Regions from separate parts of the Mus musculus genome. Here regions 2, 3 and 4 are each linked to region 1. Evidence: chromatin contacts called from public HiChIP or PLAC-seq data. All regions are on one chromosome and are shown on one strand. The core of a region is the stretch at or near the end of the contact, and the rest is flanking DNA. Distances in the headings are between cores, read along the strand shown.

Region 1 (5,342 bases), core at 1,778-4,277:
TTAACACAATACATGTAGCTTTAGACTAAATCCACAACAGGGTAGTCCTTACTTACACCAAAGTTGCACATTTGAGGTGCCACATTCTCCTATCCTTTGCCTTTCCATATTCTTGATATTGCCAAAACATCCCCATTTTTTGCTGGAAAAGGATATTGTAGTGAACGTGTTTAGTGGAAAGTCCAGCATCCTTCTAATTCATAGCTTCTTACACTGTAGTGTGATCCCACTTGGAGAGGTGTGACTGAATGTAGGGATGGGAATAAAAGGCTTTTGGATGTTCAAGGACCAAAAACTTAACAGAAAAATCGAACACACAGAGAACCTGACCTGTTTCTGATTCCCCTTGCTTTTGTTGTCATCTGACCTCACAGCCTCGGCTCTGAACATACACTGTGTATGCTGTGTACTGCCAATACAGTGTAGCCACACATGGCAGTGAGCAGTCACTGAAACAGCTTGGCTCAGAGTGGAGACTACTGTATGTTATCCATATCAGGAACTGCACTATTTTAATTGTGTGTATGAAGATTTCTGTTCTTATGGAAACATAAAAGCTTAATTACAGAAAGCAAAGACTTTTAAAATATATTTGCACTATCGTTCCTCAGTAAGTATCAAGTTAGTGCATTTTTAGATTATATTAGAATGTTTGACTTTAATTTTAAAATAATATATATATTATTGGGTCTGTCATGGTGGCACTTGCCTTAGATCCCAGGACTTGAGAGACAGAAGCAGGAGGATTCCTGTGAGTTTAAGGCCAGCCTGGGTGGTTTGAATGAAAATAGCCTACCATGAGCTCATAGGGATAGCACTATTAGGAGATATGGCCTTGTTGGAGGAAATATTTCACTGGTGGTTGGCTTTAAGGTTTCAAATGCTCAAGCCAGGCCCAGTCTCTCTCTCTCTCTCTCTCTCTCTCTCTCTCTCTCTCTCTCTCTCTCTCTCTCTCTTTCTCTCTCTCTCTCTGTGTGTGTGTGTGTGTGTCTGTCTGTCTCTGTCTCTGTCTCTGTCTCTCCCTGTCTCTCTGTCTCTCTCTCTCTTCCTGCTGTCTGTCAATCCAAATGCTGAACTTTCAACTATTCCCCTTGGACTGCTATGCCCTCCACCATGACAATAATAGACTAGATCTCTGAACTGTAGGCCAACCCCAATGACTTGTTTTCCTTTGTAACAGTTACCAAGGTCATGTCATCACTTTACAGCAATAGAAACACTAAGATACCTACTTAGTGAGTTTCAGGTCATCAGGGGGCTACACAGTGAGTCCCTGTCTAGAATAGACTAACAGGACCGCACATTGGGATGGGGGAGGAATGGGATGTGTGGTGGTAGGTGAGTATGCATGTGCCGCTAGCATATTCTGGGTCAGAGAACAACTTGCAGGCACCAGCTTTCTCCTTCTACCTTGTGAATCCAGAGAATCTTACTCAGGCAGTCAGACACTGAGCCGTCTCACTGGCCCAAAGTATTTGATTTTTAAAATTGTCATTTGAGTCGCTGGCTTGGGTTCTATTTAAAAATCACTAAGTGAATTTTGACTCGGAGTTAGGAAAGATGTTTCCAACAGTTTCTAAGATGATCCTAAACATACGTATTCCATTTTTATAGTATATATGCATGCAAAGGGGGGGGGCGGAATTCTTGGCATTAATGGCTATAAATCAAAATATCAACCGATTTAAAAAATGTCAAAGATAGTTTATGTTTTGCAGCATCAAATATTCAGCCAAGATTTAATTATTTATGTAAAAATAAGTAAGTGCATGCATCTTGCTGATGGAAAGGATTACACTCATCTTTAACAAGTGGCAAAATGACACACAGACCAAATAATTGCTTTAAAATACATTTCTTTATGATTAATTTTCTGTCCATGTTTAGATTGTATCCTTATTTTATATATTTGTATATCCAGGGCTGCATAAAATTTTCTCCAGCTAAAAGAGGTAACCAGTGGGGAAAGCTGAAGAAGTCCTTCACTTACTGCTAGCCACGTGGGGGAGGGGTGCATGCACAGAGGAGGGTTGGTGTTTCTTGCAGATAGCAAGAAAGTGAAAGTTTAAGCTGAGCTTGCCCTCAGCTTGCTGCCAAGTTCACCCACCAGGTTAAGCCGCCTCCTTTCTCCCTAGCTACCAAAGTTCCAAGAGAGGAACAGGGCAGTCACGGATGACACGGCCTGGGAGAGAGTCGCAGCAGTGAGAACTCAAGGAAGCAAGGGCAAGGAGGATTCTTGTGGTCCCAAGTACTTTTAAAATCTTGTGTAAAGATATTACATTCATGTGCAATTGTGTCTTAAAACAACAGCAGCAGCAACAACAACACACACATAGCAGCAACACACACACATACACCACACACACATAACAATAACACACACACAACCAAACAAGAAAGAAATACATGAAAGTGAAAGAGGAGATTTCTACTTCTGTGTAGGATGCAGACCAGAGTTTCTGCCAAGAGAAACTGGAAAAACCAGGTTCGATTGAGAGAGAGAGAAAAAAAACCAGCTTTCAAAATCACCGCTGAGCTGGAGGAAGCAGTAAGTATAGGGAGGGGCTGAGGAGCCAGTGGCTAACTGGCTACCACTTTGCTTCTGGGGCCAGCAGATCCACGGATGGGGTGGGAGCCACAAAGCAGCTCTGTCCCTAGAGGCAATGTCACAGCTGTCCCGTGGCGCACAGGACTGTTGAAAACTAAATAGCAACATACTTGTGTTTTCGTCTGTCTCTCCCTGTAAGTTAGAAATCTAACATGTGGCAGGGTCTGTCTGTCTCCTCGTTGCTATATTCCAGCCCTGCACTTGGCACACAGTACCCATTTAGGAATAGCTGTCCGATCGAATCAAACTGAAGCTAATTGAAACAGTGGATGCTTTCTGGCTGTGGATTCCTAAAGCGTTTCTTCATGCTTCAGCTCCGTTTGGACTTTGCCCTCTGGTTCTCCCTGTAATACCTGGAAGCAGGGTGGGGTGGGGGTGGAGCAAGCTCTAGTTCAAACTCCTACTCCCAGGCCCAAGCCTTCGTCCGGAAGTCTCTCTCTAACCACAAGAGTCCGAGGTCCTCACAGAGCTTCTCAGACTGTTCTGGGAACTGGCGGGGCATCCAGTTTGTTTCCTTCAAACCATTGCGCAATCTTGCCAAGGTCTGGAAGGTCCCTCAAGTCCGACACCTGCTTCTCCTACACCTACAACAAGACCCTAAAGCCAGGCTAGCCCACCTTCAATCCCATCACCAGGCCTCTGGGTCACTCTCCACACTCTTATTGTTCCGGGAACATCCATCCCACACTGGAGGTCCCTGTAAGACCTCACTTGCAGGACGCACCAAGAACTGTGCTTTTCTGTATTTTATATCTTCTCCAGATAGAGAAATCCCCAAAACGAAAGCCCTCAAAGCTGGGATTCACTCCCAGCCTTGTTGCTGTTACAGTCGTAGACCATCTGTTTTCTCATGCAACCGACTCGGTCTTTTTTGGCTTGAATCCAAAGTAGCAACTTGGAGCACCCCCAGACAGCGCTCAGACAGTCAGGCCCGGGAAGACAGATTTGTGTGATCAACATTTACATAGGGCTTAAAACCTTTGGGTGACAATGGCTGTGGGTGTGGGTGAACATGGAGCCCTAAAAAGTTGACATGGGAACTTCACACGGTCTTGCAGTGTTTCTCTAACCCCAGAAAGTCTGGGGTGCCAAGTACCCCAGGGATTGCGCTGCCTCCAGAACCACACAATAGAGTTGATTTTTTTTTTTGTTTTGTTTTTTAATTGTAAATGATCTTAGAATGCTTGAAGTAACTAAGATTTTGAGCTGGGCTGCATTCATACATATGACCCGCATATCCTGGGTACATGTGGGTCATGGGCTTGAAGTTTGGACACGTCTGAGCCATACCTGGGGAGGGTGAATGGCTTGGTCTCTACAGAAGCTTCCCTGTTCCAGACCTGTCCTAAGCCGGTGGCCCTTTTATTTATTTATTTTTCCAATTTTTTTATTAGGTATTTACTTCATTTACATTTCAAATGCTATCCCGAAAGAAGACTGGCTTCTAGGCAGCTAGGATGAAGGTCTTTTTTTTTTTTTTTAATTTTTATTAGGTATTTTCTTCATTTACCTTTCCAGTGCTATCCCAAAAGTCCCCCATACCCTCCCCCCACACACACCCACTCACTCCCACTTCTTGGCCCTGGCGTTCCCCTGTACTGGGGCATATAAAGTTTGCAAGACCAAGGAGCCTCTCTTCCAATGATGGCAGACTAGACTATCTTCTGATACATATGCAGCTAGAGACATGAGATCTAGGGGTCCTAGTTAGTTCATATTGTTGTTCCACCTATAGGGTTGCAGACCCCTTCAGCTCCTTGGGTACTTTTTCTAGCTCCTCCATTGGGGGCCCTGTGTTCCATCCAATAGCTGACTGTGAGCATCCACTTCTGTGTTTGCTAGGCCCCGGCATAGCCTCACAAGAGACAGCTATATCAGGGTCCTTTCAGCAAAATCTTGCTGGCGTATGCAATAATGTTTGCGTTTGGTGGCTGATTATGGGGTGGACCCCCGGGTGGGGCAGTCTCTGGATGGTCCATCCTTTCATCTCAGCTCCAAACTTTGTCTCTATAACTCCTTCCATGGGGGTTTTGTTTCCAATTCTAAAAAGGGGGGAAGTGTCCACACTTTGGTCTTCCTTCTTCTTGAGTTTCATGTGTTTTGTAAATTGTATCTTCTTGGGTATTCTAAGTTTCTGGGCTAATATCCACTTATCAGTGAGTGTATACCATGTGAGTTCTTTTGTGATTGGGTTACCTCACTCAGGATGATGCCCTCCAGATCCATCCATTTGGCTAGGAATTTCATAAATTCATTGTTTTTAATAGCTGAGTAATACTCCATTGTGTAAATGTAGCACATTTTCTATATCCATTCCTCTGTTGAGGGGCATCTGGGTTCTTTCCAGCTTCTGGCTATTATAAATAAGGCTGCTATAAACATAGTGGAGCATGTGTTCTTATTACCAGTTGGAACATCATCTGGATATATGGCCGGTGGTCTTTACAATAAAACTATGGAGTGGATTTCTGTCTCTCCCTTGGATCTTATTCCGGGTGGATATCTCATCCAGTGAGTTAGTTAGAGGATAGAGAGTGGCTTCCTGGCTCCCAGGTCAGACTCATCTCTCCCCAAAACCCTACCAGAGCTTCTACAGTCTCCAAAATAACATTCTCATGGATGGTTGAAGGTCTCTGGTCACTTGATCCTAGATGGATCCAGGCTCAGTCCAAAGCTTGGATGGAAGAAATGCTACATGTCACATTAGAATCTCCAGCCATTTCACCAAGGTCCC
Region 2 (5,096 bases), core at 627-3,126, 540 kb before region 1:
TTCCTGAGGTTGTCTTCCGGCCTCCATGTCCACGTGTACCCATACCCACATGCCCCTGAATGTCTGTACACACAATGAATTTGCAGTCATGAAAAAAGGCACAACTCTTTTTTTTTTTAATCAATGAGCTGAGTTCTGTGTATAAAGCCTGGTTTAATATTTTCCACTCACTCTGTTAAAGGTGTGCCACGTCATCACCGAGGTGAGATCTGGAAATTTCTAGCTGAGCAGTTCCACCTTAAACACCCATTTCCTAGTAAACAGCAGCCAAAGGACGTGCCCTACAAAGAGCTCCTGAAGAAGCTGACCTCGCAGCAGCACGCCATTCTCATCGACCTCGGTGAGTCCACCCCGCCCCAGAGCCAAGAGGGAATGCCCCACCCTTGAGGAGTGTAGAGAGACTATCCAGGTCATTTAGTGATCACAGGTGCCCTCTGAGAGCATACGCGGGCTCCCTTCGTGCCTGGCGGCTGGCTTGTTCTGCTTGGCATGTTGTAGGTGTGAGGAGGCCTTGAGTGGTCATTAAGTCTGTTCATTGACACAGAACTCTGGTTCAGCTCAGTAATTCATATTTTCCAAGGGATGCTTTACAGTACACTGAAGGAGCAACCTGGGAGACACATCGGCTTGGATTGGCTACAGGAGAAACACACAAGCTTGGTTTGCTTTTAGAAGCAGTCTCTGGGCTGTGGTGTACAAACAGAACTTGTCAGAATAATTGTAGAAAACTGTGTGTTGGCAGTTTCGTCTTGGAAAGTGGGCAGTGCCTTGGTTCTGGAATAGCTTTTAAAACGCAGAAAGGAAGCAGTGTATTGGATTTGCAGTTTCCATGGAAAAGACCTCGCTGACTTAGAATGTAATTATGTGGAACAAGAGACCCTCTGACTGTTGGTGGCTGAGCAGCGATGGAGCCCTGCCTTCCTACTTGCTCCCAAGGCCTGTCTCTGCTGGGGGGAGCTAGCTCCGTGGCCTTCCCGAAGGCCAGTTCTGGATGCTGAGGATGTCGTCCCCCCTCCCCAGGACATGCGCCTGTCTCTGCTCAGTGCACTGCACTGCCCATTCTGTGGGTCTTTCCCCGTGTTACAGCCGCAGTGGAGACGGTGAGCTGGGTCAGGCCGGAGTCAGAGCCACACACAGTATCTTCATGCTTGGAAAAGTCCCTCAGACTACTCTGCAGGGCTGGCTTTGAATGTCATCCTCAGAACTGTCCTGACTGTAGCTTCTCCGCCCACAGGCCAAGCCCACCCTTCCTAACCCACACTCTTTCTCCCTGGTACTCAACTACTGCAGTGATTATTATTATTATTATTATTATTATTGCTGTTATTGTTTAATGCTAACACTTAACTTTACCTTGAGTTGAATGTTGTATGAAATTTACTCAATCCATTTCTTTTCATTTTCACAACAGTACACATAGACAAGTGCAGAGAGGTTACATAACTTGTTCATGATCTCATAACTAATTTGCATGAGAACTGTGTTCATCCCCTCCTAGCCCCTACCTCTGCTCAGCAGGATGGTGCCCTCCATGGGCTGCACTTGGGCTGTATTAGAGTGTACTCTCAACTCCAAGGACAGTGCCCGACACATAGTAGGTACTCAATGTATCTTTGCCATGTTGATGGCGAGGCACTGAGCAGTCAAGTGGCATGGCCATCAGCGCAGAGGTGCAGGGACCTATCCACCATCATTCTGACAGCCTAAGACTTCCAAGCCCTACAGGCTCCATGGTGCTAAGAGATGCCAGTACTGGGCAGGTGAAGGGGGAGGCTGACTGGCATGGCCAATCGATCTCCAGCCAAAGCCCATCTGGCCTGGTGACCCTGTGGAGGATATTTGTACATTATCAGCAGCTGAATTTGTTAGTGTGGTAACAGAACAGTGGCATCGTGTTCCTGTTCTGTGAGGTGAACTGAAAACTGACCTGGGGGTAGGGGTGTGGAAAGGAGTGGCAGGTCTCTCTCCTGCCTTCTCCACTCCCCCATGGCACAGGAGGAGAGGAAACACAAGAAATTTTGCTCCCTGTTTTGCATTTTCTTCCTTTGGCTTCTTGTCTGCATTCCCCTTACTCTTCCTGGACAGGTCAGCCCTCTGCCTCTGACTGCTTGAATGTCATCCCTTTTCTGCAGAAAGAGAATGAAGTCCAGATTGGCCACACTCCCCTGCCCCTGCCCCCTCCCTCCCCAGCCAGCCCTCTCCCTAGGAAGCACTGTTTGTCTGAGCCCCAGCTCACTGGCCTTTCCCCTAGAAAACAGCGCCTGATTCACATCCTCTCTGCCCCTGTTCAGCCCCACCCTCTCCCTTCTGCTTCCAAGGCCAGCTGCACACAGCCCCCACTCTGTTGGCCCTCCTTTTTTCTCACCTCTGGCCCAGTGCTGGCCTGGCCTCCACTTTGGATGACCTCCAGCATCCTCCCAGGGGCCTGAAGAGCCTCTATTTGCAGCAATCTGTGTCGCGACTTACCTCCACCAGGGTCCTAGGGTTTATCCAGGGATCCTGCCAGCATCATTTTGTCCCTATGTGAACCAGACATCCTGGTTGCTGACCTAGACCCAGTGGTGAAGTCTGGCAGCCTTCTGCAGGACTCCTGTTCTTCTGTGAGTCGACATCAAATAAGGCCTAGCATGGTAGGCCTCCAGCTCTGGCCATGACATGTGTCACCATCTTTTGTTTAGTCCACACTGTGTATCTTGTCTGTTGTGTATATTCCGTCTGTACTGTGGCGGTCTGGGCCCAGTAGAGGTGTGTGGTGTAGAGTGATGGCACAGTCCATGCCTTTCAGTGTAGCTTTCCTACAGTAAGCGGCTGGAGGAAGAACACCACAGGGGAGAAGGACTTTGGCTTTTCAGTGGTTTGCTTTCTGTCTCTTGGTTTATGAGACTGGCCTTTTACTTTTTGTAACAGCTTTTTGTAAGACTTGTTCCTTCAAAGAATAAAAACAGTAGACTTTATCGTTTGGTCATATTCTCTAGTTTACAAAATGTGATTTCAGCTGTGGCCTGGCTTCATCTTTACCCAGCCTGTTGTGGACTGTGTGGCCCAAGGACTGGAGGAAGTACTTTGGCAGCTCTGTGCAGAGCTCCTTAGCCTCACTGCTTGTCCCGCTGGCTCTGTTTCCTGCTTTCTTACATCTTGCCCTCTGCCTTTCCCTTAGTATAGACTGCAGCCAGCCAGGAGAAAGCTGCTGCCAGGCTCAGCAGGTGCCATGGGGCTTTCTCTGTCTCCAGCTCAATGGACTGCTCTGACCTTCTGATGACTATAGCCTTTCTCCCCTCTGCTCTGTAGGCGTGGATAACATGGGCTGCCAAAGTCCTACCTTCTGTTTGGGGCTCCTGCTCACTTTCTGACACTGTTACTGGAAGGTACTGGGGATCCCAGACATTCTCCCGGGCCCCATCCTAGCTGGCCAGCAATCATCTGCCTCTACCTGGTGACTCCGTGTAGCCTCCCCTGGGATGGGAGGACTAGTAGGAAGAACACAGTCCAGTCCAGACACAGGAATCCCATTAAGTCACAGCAGGAGCTGAAACTGCCGCTGTCAGCTCCTTACAGTCTCATTGTGATTGTTACCATGTGTAAAGCTGTGGCACTACGTAGACTCTTTGAAGATCCCTTGGGTCTCTCAGTGGGTCTCTCTGCAGTAGCTTTACTGTTCTTTTCCTGAGTCAGGATCTCACTGTCCAAGCCTAAAACCATCTTGCCTCAGCCCAGCATAGGTGTGCTACCATTTCTGATGTCAGAAATACTGTTGGTTTTTTTTATTTGTTTGTTTTGTTTTGTTTTGTTTTATTTTTTAGTTTTCTTTATTTAATGTATATCTGGGTGTACACCTGCATACCAGAAGAAGGCATCAGATCCAGTTACAGATGGTTGTGAGCCATCATGTGGGTGCTGGGAATTGAACTCAGGCCCTCGGGAAGGGCAGCCAGTGTTCCTAACCACTGAGCCATCTCTCCAGCCCAGAAATACTGTTGTTGATGAGCTTCTTAGAGAGCACAGGGAAACCCAGATGGTCAGTTACTAGCAGAGTGCATGTCTGGAGAGTCACTTAGATAAAGGATCCAGGTTAGGTGCTATCATGAATTGTCTTTCCACCAAATAGATGTTTTAGCCAGAGACCTCAAGCCTGAGGAAGGGAGAAGTCTGCCCGCCTCTCTTTTAGAATTAATAAAAGATGTGTAGGTCTTTATTGCTAACTGTAAATCAGGTAAAAACCTTTATGGCAAAAGACAGAAGCATGCCTAGAACTTGTCATGCATCCACACTAGCCTGTCTGTCCAGTTGGAGACTAAACTCTGTTCTGTGGAAGTCACAGTTCCAGAGTCTAATAAATTCCTGTACCAACAACAGCACAAGTTATCCCAGAGTGCGCACCTTTGATATTATCAAGATCTCAATATGAACTCGCTTTTGTTTGGTCATTCTAAATACACCCTGGGTGGTGCTTAGTGTGAGTTGTCAACTTGACACAATCTGTAATCACCTGGGAGACCAGCCGGCCTCTAGGCATGCCTATAGGAAATAATCTTTATTATGACTAACCAATGTGGGAAGACCTATCTATCTACACTGTGAACAAGAACATTCTCTGGGCTGGAGACCCTAAACTGTGTGAAATGCAGGTGGTGAGCTAGACACTAGCATGCATGCACTCACTAGTACGCGTGCACACACTACCATGCACACATTCAGTAGCTCTTCTGACTTTGGATATAACATGGCCAGCTGCTTCCAGCCCTGCTGCCTGACTCCCTCCCATGATGGAGTACACCTCAGCTGTGAAGTGAAGTAAGCCCTTTCTCTCAGGTTGCTTTTGCCAGAGGACTTCATCACAGCAACAGCAGGAGACACTAAGTTGCCTGTAACCTTGCAGGGATAGAGCGTGAGTGCTGAGATGGATGAAGCAGAGTGTACTTTCATTCCTTCACAGATACTAAAGTCTTCCTGCACCCGCTCGCCGTCAGTCAGTTGTCCGCCAGCCACTGGTTAGCAGCCATCTCCAGCACCTCGAAAGATGTCTCGAAAGTGTTTAGTAGTCAGTGTCAAGACTCCCACAATATTCAGGCTTAAGCTGCCACACTGAAATCCTGTGA
Region 3 (5,440 bases), core at 2,294-4,793, 660 kb before region 1:
GTAAACAACCCAGGTCGTTAGTGGAGCCTCTGAAATCCAACTCGCAGGCACTGCTGAAGGATGGCTCCTCAGCGAGCCCCTTTAGGGTTGCCCTTTACAGAAATAGCCTCTGTTCTCCATCCCTCATGGCTTTCCTGGTGCGCTGTACCCCACTAAACTCCAACAAAAGCCACAACTTCATTTACTTCTAATTCACGCAGGAAATTAGGAATCACCACCAACAAAGTCGAATAATTTTTGCTTTTAATATATACACCGGTCGGGAGTTCATTATAAATTAGACTGTTTTTTTTTTTTTCTTTCTCTTGATTCTTGGGGAAACATAGGATATTATCAAGATTTCAGGTAGAAAAGGCATTTAAATTGAAAAGTATAAATTCATTGCCACTTAGAACCCAGTATTACTCCACTTTAGTAATCTAGATATTATTGCAAGAGGGAATTCAGTGTGACATTTAATTTTCCTGGGTTGTGTGATTTGGGAGTAAGAACGACCCTGAGAAGACGTTAAAATCTTCCTCTCGGGCGTGGTTGCGCACGCCTTTAATCCCAGCACTTGGGAGGCAGAGGCAGACGGATTTCTGAGTTCGAGGCCAGCCTGGTCTACAAAGTGAGTTCCAGGACAGCCAGGGCTACACAGAGAAACCCTGTCTCGAAGCCCCCCCACTCCAATCTTCCTCTCAGAAACATGAGGTGCTGGGAATTGCAAAACTGGAGCTACACTCCAGGATCTGATTCTCCGAACAGCTTAGTTTCTTTCTGGTGCCCCCTTCTTCCCTTCCCCCATCTTCACCGTCATTGTCATTGTCCTCATCCTCGTCTTTGTCCTTGTCGTCCTCCTCTTCTTCCTCCTCCTCTTTCTCCTCTCCTTCTGTCCTATTCTTCCTGTTCCTTCTGCTTCTTCTATTCCTCCTCCTCCTCCTCCTCCTCTTCCTCCTCCTTCTCTTTGGGGTCTATGTAGCCTGGAACTTATTAGGTAGCCCAGTCAGGCCTCAAACTTACAGAGATCCATCTGCCTCTGCCTCCCAAGGCTATGATTAAAGCTATGGTTAAAGGTATGTGCCACCATATATGGCTTTCACAGAGCAATTCTTCTTTATTGTTTTAATTTATTTTTTATTTTACATATACCTATGTTTTGCCCACATGTATGTCACTGTACTGTACGTGTGCTGAGCCATCTGTGACCAGAAGAGGGCTACCATGGAAGTGCTGGGAGTCTAACTCAGGTCTGCTGTAAGAGCAACAGGTGCCTTTAACCATTTGGCATCTCTCCAGGCCCCAAAACAATTTTAAATGGCTTCCAGTCTACCACTATATCACCCTGAGTGCACCAATTCCATGTAAATGGTTTTCACATACAATGTAGTTTTAAAATCATTCTAGACATTTCTAGAGTATCATATTATCTTAGATGTGATACCATTTGCTTAAAGTGGGATATGGCACCTGACTTCTAACCTAAGACCAAAAAAAAAAAAAAAAAAAAAAAAAACCAAACAACCCCCCCCACTCATTCCTTTCATTACACACAAATATACACATATTGTGCTTATATATATATATATACACACACACAATACATATATATTTATAAACACACACATATAAATATACATATATACAATCTTCATATTCATATATATATACAGATATTGTGTACATGTTTTCCTATATAAACATACATAAAGAGCAAAATGGTAAAATGTATGTGTGTGTCTGTCTGTGTGTGTGTCTGTGTGTGTGTGTGTGTGTCTGTGTAGACTCTGGAGCTGGACAAACCTAGATTTTTTATTTATTTGTTTGTGTTGGGGGATCTCAGCAGCCATAGTGAGTGTGGAGGTCAGAGGACAGCTTCACCTGAGTCTGTTCTCTCTTCCTACTATGTGGCCTGGGGATCAAGCTTAGGTTCTCAGGCTTGGGGACAAGAGTCTATAGATGCCAAGCCATCTCCCCAGCCCTTGATGTGTGTGTGTGTGTGTGTGTGTGTGTGTGTGTGTGTGTGTGTGTGGATGTGTGTGGTGTGTGTTTGTGTGTGGTGTGTATGTGTGGGGATGTGTGTGTGGAGTGTGTGTGTATTTGTGTGTGTGGAGTATGTGTGTATGTGTTTGTGTGGAGTATGTGTGTGTATGTGTTTGTGTGTGGGGGTGTGTATTTGTGTGTGTGTGTGGAGTGTGTTGTGGGGGTGTGTGGTGTGTGTTTGTGTGTGTGGCATATGTGTATGTGTGTGTTTGTGCTTGTGTGTATGTGGAGTATGGGTGTGTGTGGTGTGTGTTTGTATGTGTGGTGTGTGTGTGTGTTTGTGTGTGCTTGTGTGTATGTGGAGTGTGTGTGTGTATGTGTGTGGTGTGTGTTTGTGTGTGTGGTGTATGTGTGTGTGTGGTGTGTTTATGTAAGACAAGGACTCTTGTAACTCTGGCTATCCTTGACCTTGTTGTATAGTAAGGGTAACTTTGAACTCCATATCTTCCTGTTCCCCCTCCTACCTTCTGGGATTCCAGACCTTGCCACGATGCCTAAAAAACCCACAGATCTTTCTTGCTGTGGCTGTGTTCCTTGGCAGCTAGAAAGACATTTAAAATGTAAGTTTAACCATCAGTAAACTGAGGGCACCACAGATTCCATTAGATAGACTATAAGGACAAAAGAGAAGATCTGTGCTGAGTATTTGGCATCTGCCCTACATCCAGCAAGCTGTGACCATGCCCAGCATGGTGAATGGTGAGCACTCTGAAGACAAGATTGGCATGATCTTGGCATCTGTGTGGATTACACCATGGGAGGCTGCCTTACCATGCTTCACTGGGGTGGCTTGTCTGTGAGGTCTGCCAAGTCTCTGAGAACTGGGTCTAAGCCAAGAGACATGTCATAGTCTTTTGAGGGATTTTCTTTTAACCTGTTTAGTTATTTATTATTTATGTATGTGTGTACTTTCAGAGGCCAGAAAAGGGCATCAGATCCCTACCCTACCCCACCCTGCCCAGCTAGAGTTACTGGCAGTTGTGAGTCACCCAACCTAACATGGGTACTTGGTACTGAACCCTTGACCTCTGGAGGAAGAGTATGTACTCTTAACTGTTGAGCCATCTCTCCAGCTCTTTAGACACAATTTATTATTTGACTTTGAGTTTCTGTGTAGGCTTATTAGTCTTGAAAAACTATGTTTCAACAGACCACACATGACCAGTCCTGATCTTTGACGCAGGGCCAAAAATGTCTCAGAAGCCTGGCAAGTGGGGCACACAGAGCATACTGAAAGCCAGCAAGGCCCCCTGTACTGCATGTGTTCTGTGTAAATGAAGACACTCAGAAGACCAGTTGGTTTTGACCTCTGGATCCAATGGATAGAACCACTGGACAGGCAATGTCGGCTGTGGGTACACCATGCGTTGTGGTTCTGTGTACTGGGGCTGCAGGGCTGGCCTGTGGTTAGATGAGAATCCAGACTGCTGGAATCTAGAAATGTCAGCTGGCTAGGCAGCTGTCTGTCCAGGAGCAAGGTCAGACATACAGGATGAGTCAGGATGGGTTTGGACGACACTAGTGTAGGATGTTCAGAGGCTAGTCCAGGCTGCCTGTCACAGGGATAGGTCAGGACTGAGAACAAGGCTAGCCAGAGCTGTGTCCAAGAACCAGAGTGGAAACTAGAGAGAGAGAGAGAGAGAGAGAGAGAGAAAGCCAAAGGCCACAGCAGGGCGGGGCAGAGAGGGACGGGGGAAGAGGAATGTTTTCTTTGCTTGCTAACTGGTCAGGAAGTCTGTATCAAGAAAAGGGAGACGAGGGCGCAGAAGACGGGTTTCCTTTCTGTAGGACAGAACCTGGCGAGCAGAGGGCAGTCTGACCCAGGGTAACTTGCAGTTTCTGTGGGGAGGAGTTCAGGGTAAGAGGGGGTCACCTGTGCTACTTCCCCAGGGTCCTGTCACATGGACATTTCTCCCTCTCATCCTCATATAGACTCAACTGTGCCGCAGAAATAAATGAACCCCGAAGCTCAGTGGTTAGCACAAGGATCCTCTAGTTGCTGCTCCGGGGCCTGTGTGCTCTGAGTTGACGATAGCCAAGAGTCTTTGTTCTGAGGCCCCAAGCTGCCTCTCTCTTATGTTCTGTTGTGACCTCTGCTATAGTGCAGAAGAAAAGACTGGGAAAGTTCCCTTACTTCACTCTAACCCCACACTGTATTTCTTTTTTTTTTTAATTTAGTTTAATTTTTTATTTTTTGAACATTAGTGTTTTATCTGCACATATGTCTATGTGGAGGTGTTAGGTCCCCTGGAACTAGAGTTACAGACAGTTGTAAACTGCCACATGGGTGCTAGAAATTGAACCCTGGTCTCCTGGAAGAGCAGTCAATGCTCTTAACCCCCGGATCCCTCTCTCCAGCTCCCAACACTGTATTTCTTATCTAGACTTTTTGGGCAAGTTCCTTAACAGTCTCCACATTTCCACCCTTGTCTTCCCCAGGTCTAAGGCAGCCAGCTCCAGGCATGACCATCATTGCCGCAGATCTGGTGATGTGCCCTTCTGCTGCCCTCTCCACTTATGGTCTAGCATAGCTCTGCCCTTCAGAGAACAAGCCATGGAGACTTAGTAAGATTTTCTCGGCCTTCTGAGTCTCATTTTGCCAGTTGCCCTACCTCTCCCAGTTGCTTACATCTCATATCCCCTTATCCTAGGCCCACGTCATCCTCTTTCTCTAGTCTATAACATTCCATGGCCTCTCTTAGTTCTAGAGCATCCCAGATTCCCTTTGTTCCTGTGACCTAGACCGCTCAGTACCCTCCCTGTTTGGCTACCTTTAACTTAACTTGCCATTTCTAAGCTTGCATGCCACTTTCCCAGAAAGCCTCTCTTGCATAAATTTGCAAGGAAAATCATAGGCTTCAGTAGACTGTAATCTTCAAGAGAGGGATTTCCATCTTGCTCCCTGAATGACCCACACACTTAGAACTGTCCTTAACACATAACAGTTAACACATAACTTCCTTGTATGAGTGAATGAATGAATGAATGAATGAACAAATTGTATGTAAAAATTCTTTAGCTCCAAAAACCAACACTAACCAACAAAGGTAGAAAAGAGAATCATTTAGAAGAATCCTAGGGTTTTTCACAGAGTCACCATGACGTGTGCAAAGCCGGTCTGACCAAGCCATGAAGGGTCGGCATCAGGCAGGAGAAACCACAGACGTGGTTACATCACAGGGATACCCTGGCAAGGGCACCACCCTGGCTTTGCTATCAGACACCGCTGCCCTGGCACTGCAGCTGCTGGGCATTAGCTACAGCTCCATGGCCCTTCTTGTGTTTCAGCTCTCATTAACCCTGTGACTTGACATTACCCTGGGAGAGTAGCAGCCTCAGACAGGAATATCTGATGGGTGAGATGAGTTCAGGCATCCATCTGTGGCTAGAGAGCTGCTGAAAGTGAGTCCTCGCACTT
Region 4 (4,954 bases), core at 1,595-4,094, 930 kb before region 1:
TACTGCCAATCCCATGCCCTGATGGGAAATCTCTGAAAAACAGGCCCACGCCCAAGTGTTCTTGTCTTTTTGTTCTTATCTAAAAACCATTCTACTAAGTTTATTTATTCATTCATTTTTTTTTTGCAAACTATCAAAACTGAAAGAGAGAAATATCATTGCAAAGCTGAAAGCAGGACAATGTTTAGAACTAGACAGAAGGCTTGAAGCGCGTGGACCTAAAGCCCTTGGCGTCTCCCTTCCTTCACTTCCAAGCTGAGTAGAACACCAGTTTCTCATAAAGCTGGTTCTAAGGACACAAAGCACAGCTGGGAAACAGGTGCAGCTCTCAGTCTGGGGCCAGGTGGATGCTCTCGCTGAGCGGTGTGGGGACCAAGGTCCCAGAGAGAGGCTGGTGATGGGACGGTGGCATCTGCCAACAGAAGTGGACACTGTAGCACTTCAGCAGATGGGGTAAGGAGTACCACAGACCTGATAAAGCACGAAGAACCAAGTTTCTGTTCTGGTTTGGGTGTGTCCTAAAATTCACTCACGTGTCAGAAACATTACTCCCCAAAGTCATTCTGTTGGCATTTGGAGTCGCCTTGGGGTGACTGGGTCACTGGCCTGCTCATGGATTCTTAGATTCGTGGATTACTGAGAGAGTGGTTTTTTTCATAAAAGCAGATTCTTTCTGACATGACTGCTCTGTCTCGTCACGTTTCCAGCTCAGAACGTAGCAGTGAAGGCCCTCTCCAGGTGCCAAGCAGATGCTGGCCCCACACGTCGACTTGTCAGCCTCTAGAACCATGAGCTAAATAAACTTCTGTTCTTTATAGCTCGTCAAGCTTGGGGTACTCAGTTATAGCAACAGAAAACATCATCCTATTAAGACAACCCTCAGCCTCCAGAACAAAGACCCTAATTCATTTAGTAACAATTGGATCCTTCTCTTAAAAAGTTGCCTTAAAATACATTTCATAGGCTGAGCATAGTGGCGCATGCCTATAATCCCAACATTTAGGAGATAAGGGGAGGTGGACCAGAGGTTCAGGACCATCCTTGGCTATATACCGAGTTCAAAGCCAGGCTGGACCACATGAGACCCTATCTCAAAAAAGAAACTATATATAAAAAAAAAAAAGATACTTAAGCCCTAATGCTTAAGCTCTATCCACATTTAATACTGGATAGCCTAGAAGATACAAACATAGAGGCAGAAAGCAAAGCACCTTTGCAGGTGGTTTGGGGAGGAAGGAACAGGGAGAGAAGCAGCTATCTTTCAGAGTGGGGTGCCGAGGAAGTTCTGGAATACGCTGACACTGGTGTAGCTCTTAGAAAGGACACGGATGCTACCCAACTCCCCCCTTCCAAATGGCCAAGCGGTTAAACTGGCAAAAGTAAGTGTGTGTGTGTGTGTGTGTGTGATGCGTGAGAGAATATTCATATGCGTGCACACAGAGGGCAGAGGTCCATGTGGGCATCTTCCTCAATCACTCTCCTCCTATTTGGAGACAGGCTCTCTCACTGAACCTGCAGTTCACCCATTGGCTGGTGTTACAGGCACGTGGGCCCTGGCCGTCACTCCCCAGTTCTTACCAGGATGCCTCAATTTCTTCCCAGTTCAAACTCATGTCCTTAAATGTGAAACACAAGAACCAGCTAAGATGTGAGTCCTTATGACTCCCAGCACATCGCTTGTGCTACCCTACACAGTTGTGTAATGTAACTCTCACTCCATAGGAGGAAGCTGAGGCTTTATAAAGTCACGTGATACACAGCCTAGAAGCTATCGACCTTCCTGGCCCTTTGCTGTGCTGAAGCCACCAAACACCACCAAGGCAACCTCTCCTGTTGTGACAGTGCTAAAAGCTGAGGAGTTACAGAGTTCAGGTAAAAGCCCTGCGAAGCCATTCAAATTCTGACTCTAAGGAGATTTTTAAATAACACTGAGATGCCCCAAAGCACGAAGATATCCTTACCTTCATTTTTCATAATGTACTGGACAATCTGGCCGACCGTGTCACTGTTCTCATTTATACTGTCATTCAACTCTAAGAGAGAAAGAGGACAGAGCGGCGTTACGATCCATCACCTGCAACAAGTCAACTAGACATTTATCTGAGAGCCTAAGGCCTCGCCGAATACCTTCCAGAAAGTTTAAGCACCCTCACACAGTGCAAAGAGTCTAGCTTTAATCCTTCAGCCCCACCTTCCCGATGCCACACGTTTTTGAATTCCTGGGCTGAACACGCATTTATAAATTAAACAGAAAAGGCGCAGGACTGTCCAGCATCCCCTTGCTTTGCATGACACTACAGGAGTGCATGTATCTCTGCCCCCACGTTCTCCTATCTTTCCTTATTACCTTCAACCCTCTGGAGAAACAAGAAGAAGGATCACGAAAAGGTTTTATCGAATCTCAGACATGCTGTATACAACTGGCCTACTGATTAATGGTTTCAACTGAACAAGTAAGTACTAAGTATTCATCCATGTTTATAAAACTCTCTTTTCCTTTGAAACAAGGTAGCTAAATTTGGGCACTGGTTATTTGTTTACAGACTCAGTTTACTTTGGGGACCCAGCACGTGACAGCCAAGTCAGGCGGAGAAAGAGGGGCAAGCCTCCATTTGGAAACCGATCTGTATAATTTATTTAGCAGGACCAGCTGAGACTGGATTGAGACATTGTACAGACTGGGACAACAGCACACCCATGTACCTGCAGGAGTGTCCTCTGCACCCCAAGGGAGGCTTCTCCCCTATGACCTATAGATGTTTGGACAGTCACAGTGGGGGCTGATGCCTGAGCCAGCCTGAGCCAGCCTGCTTCGTGGGTTAGAAGGAACAGCGGGGGAGGCCCTGCTCTGTTGACAAACACTCAAGGCCGGTTTGCTCATTCGCTGAGCGTGACTCATCCTGTTCACCCATGTTCCCCAGCCTCAAAGGTCAGTGGGGGTGGAAAAACCAACAGTCCAGCAAGCTGGCAAGCCACCACTGAGAAACCTTCCCTGCCGGTAGGCTCCATGGGTGACCTACTCCAAATGTCACCTCCCTGCAAAGATGGCACAGAGGGGCTGAGCTGGATGAAGAGTGAGCTGCCAGTCCTGGGACCCATCAGGAAACCTCCCTCAGGCAGGACTGGATAGGAATATCAGTGAGGAAGACATGCTGTGGATGGAGGTGACCCCACCACAAGCTATCAACATATGTGCAGAGGGAAAGATGAGCGCCCTGACACTCACATGGAAGCACCAGTTCTTGCTGCAGCTCTACCGAACTATGACAAACATCTATTCATTAATAATATACAGTTCAGTCACATGGACTTCAATGAGAACTCCTCCAGTGATACTTAACACAGCAAACCCGATGAGACCCGTTTCACGTCCCTACCGTTCTTATTAGAATCTTGATTCAATAAGTAACAGCAAGGATTAGGCTTATGAGTAAGTGCCAATCACCAAAACACCTTGTCTCAAAATTTCACATTAACCCTTCAAAGTGGAGAGAAGGTACCCTCATTAAATTCACTGTCAATACAATTAGAAATAAATATATACCATACAAATAACAGTCCCGGGCTACCAGGCTCTGAAGTAAACCCTCAGCAAGCATTCAATAAATGCAGGCAAGGTTTCAAACTCTGATTACTGCAGAAAATAGTTTTCCTCATAAAGAAATGGATTATATATGAAGTTTTGTTTTTTCCACTTAGAACCCACTCCTCAAGCCATTTCCTTTTAAAGCAGAGGTTACTTACCTATCTTTTCCACCTTTTCCTCTTCGACTTCCTGTTCCGCCTCTGTTGTACACCGGTAGCCTTTCTTCTTAAGTAAGTGACAGATGAGGACACCAAGGAGACCCATGACGAAGAACACAGGGACGAGCACGTACGCGATGTATTCCGGGTGTCCATTCCCAGGGTTGTTGGTGGGTGACGATGGAGTGGTCTCTGCTCGGGAGTGTAACGTGTGGCTACCAGTGTTGTCTACAGAGAGGGACACACACGGCTCTGTTAGGTGATGGCGACAAAGCTCTGGGAATATTTCCATTACATCAAAGTTTTGTGCTTCAAAGGCTACGAGCTGTACACAGGTCTGGGGATCCCGATAGAGGGGGATAAAGGGTGCGAGCATAGGCTCGAGCTGACACAGTCTAAGTCACCTCCTGAACTATGAGATCTCTTAAGAGAGGATTAGGAGGCACAGGGTTTTAGACTGCACAGAATACACATGCAAGAGTTAAGGGGGGCATTACAGCACACTACATAGTAGCTGTGTGTGAGGACCCGGGAGACATGAGGTAGAAGTCCAACTCCACCTTTTAGCATCATTCTGACAAGTCACAATATCTGCACATCTTTCTATGAAGATGAAACCAGTTGCTGCGGGCCAAACACACATGAGTGTATTTTTGCAGTCACAAATGATCGTTCTCTTGCCTGTCCAATGCCAGAGACGCAAGTGCACCACACCAAGGCAGACAGACAAACATCTTGTCCTTGTGTGGCTTATGTTCCAGAAAGATTTAGTGAACTAAGATGATGACAGCACAAAGAGAGGAAAGACCAGGGATGGCCTCAGATTTCTGGTCCAAGGTCCAAATGAAAAACTGGAAGGCTGTGTGTATTTGTTCATTCATTGATCTAAATACCAGATACTGTGTGCCTGCTGTGTGGTGAGCCACTGCTGGGAGCTGAGAGGAGAAGAGGGAACACTAGCATCAGGCACCCAGAGCAGGTCACATGCAAGAAATTCACGTGCACCGAGAGACAAGAGCACTGGGGACCAGTCCACAAGAAAAGGGAAGCTGTGGCGAGGGTGTGGTTTAGAACAAAGAAGTTTGCTTTTAGATCTCTATCACATGAACTTATCCCAGAGGCGGCCTGAAAAGGCAGACAGTATAATAGTCATATGGCCTCAGAAAAGTAAGTCAGAGAAAGCCTGAGCACACCACCACAACAAGTGGAC

The links. HiChIP or PLAC-seq counts read pairs in DNA pulled down with a chosen protein or histone mark.
Region 2: a contact with region 1 is called in an HNF4G HiChIP or PLAC-seq map of pancreatic cancer cells. The contact joins two enhancer-like sites. A contact is called at or near these places in 1 of 15 datasets of contacts at CTCF or cohesin (large pre-B cells), 4 of 484 Hi-C or Micro-C datasets (bone marrow-derived macrophages, cerebral cortex and nephron progenitors), 15 of 115 datasets of contacts at active chromatin or transcription factors (the SCID.adh cell line, bone marrow-derived macrophages, differentiating embryonic stem cells and 9 more) and 1 of 9 other capture datasets (embryonic stem cells).
Region 3: an HNF4G HiChIP or PLAC-seq map of pancreatic cancer cells shows a contact between it and region 1. The contact joins two enhancer-like sites. A contact is called at or near these places in 7 of 484 Hi-C or Micro-C datasets (Sertoli cells, bone marrow-derived macrophages, brown adipocytes and 4 more), 6 of 115 datasets of contacts at active chromatin or transcription factors (cardiomyocytes, embryonic stem cells, fibro-adipogenic progenitors and 3 more) and 1 of 9 other capture datasets (embryonic stem cells).
Region 4: a contact with region 1 is called in an HNF4G HiChIP or PLAC-seq map of pancreatic cancer cells. The contact joins two enhancer-like sites. A contact is called at or near these places in 1 of 39 promoter capture datasets (cranial neural crest) and 3 of 115 datasets of contacts at active chromatin or transcription factors (large pre-B cells, pancreatic cancer cells and stem cell-derived neural progenitor cells).

What each region holds. Positions count from the first base shown.
Region 1 is chr5:64,858,999-64,864,340 of GRCm38.p6, forward strand. No RefSeq gene overlaps it. Among named protein-coding and RNA genes, the nearest start is that of Gm31889, 18 kb to the right of the region's middle. Within about 2 kb of position 3,028, at least 182 of the 459 cell types and tissues checked have an H3K27ac peak or open chromatin away from gene starts, as enhancers often do. A contact at or near this core is called in bone marrow-derived macrophages, fetal liver, kidney and 2 more, where this site is marked.
Region 2 is chr5:64,324,270-64,329,365 of GRCm38.p6, forward strand. Tbc1d1 (TBC1 domain family, member 1) reads left to right here. Exons shown (of 22, transcript NM_001310611.1): 17 at 182-340. Among named protein-coding and RNA genes, the nearest start is that of Gm43837, 51 kb to the right of the region's middle. Within about 2 kb of position 1,877, at least 129 of the 459 cell types and tissues checked have an H3K27ac peak or open chromatin away from gene starts, as enhancers often do. A contact at or near this core is called in bone marrow-derived macrophages, fetal liver, kidney and 1 more, where this site is marked.
Region 3 is chr5:64,193,563-64,199,002 of GRCm38.p6, forward strand. The region is part of intron 2 of Tbc1d1 (TBC1 domain family, member 1); the gene reads left to right. Among named protein-coding and RNA genes, the nearest start is that of Tbc1d1, 36 kb to the left of the region's middle. Within about 2 kb of position 3,544, at least 74 of the 459 cell types and tissues checked have an H3K27ac peak or open chromatin away from gene starts, as enhancers often do. A contact at or near this core is called in pancreatic cancer cells and uterus, where this site is marked.
Region 4 is chr5:63,934,062-63,939,015 of GRCm38.p6, forward strand. Rell1 (RELT-like 1) reads right to left here. Exons shown (of 7, transcript NM_145923.4): 2 at 3,745-3,972; 3 at 1,962-2,033. Among named protein-coding and RNA genes, the nearest start is that of Rell1, 32 kb to the right of the region's middle. Within about 2 kb of position 2,845, at least 76 of the 459 cell types and tissues checked have an H3K27ac peak or open chromatin away from gene starts, as enhancers often do. A contact at or near this core is called in pancreatic cancer cells, where this site is marked.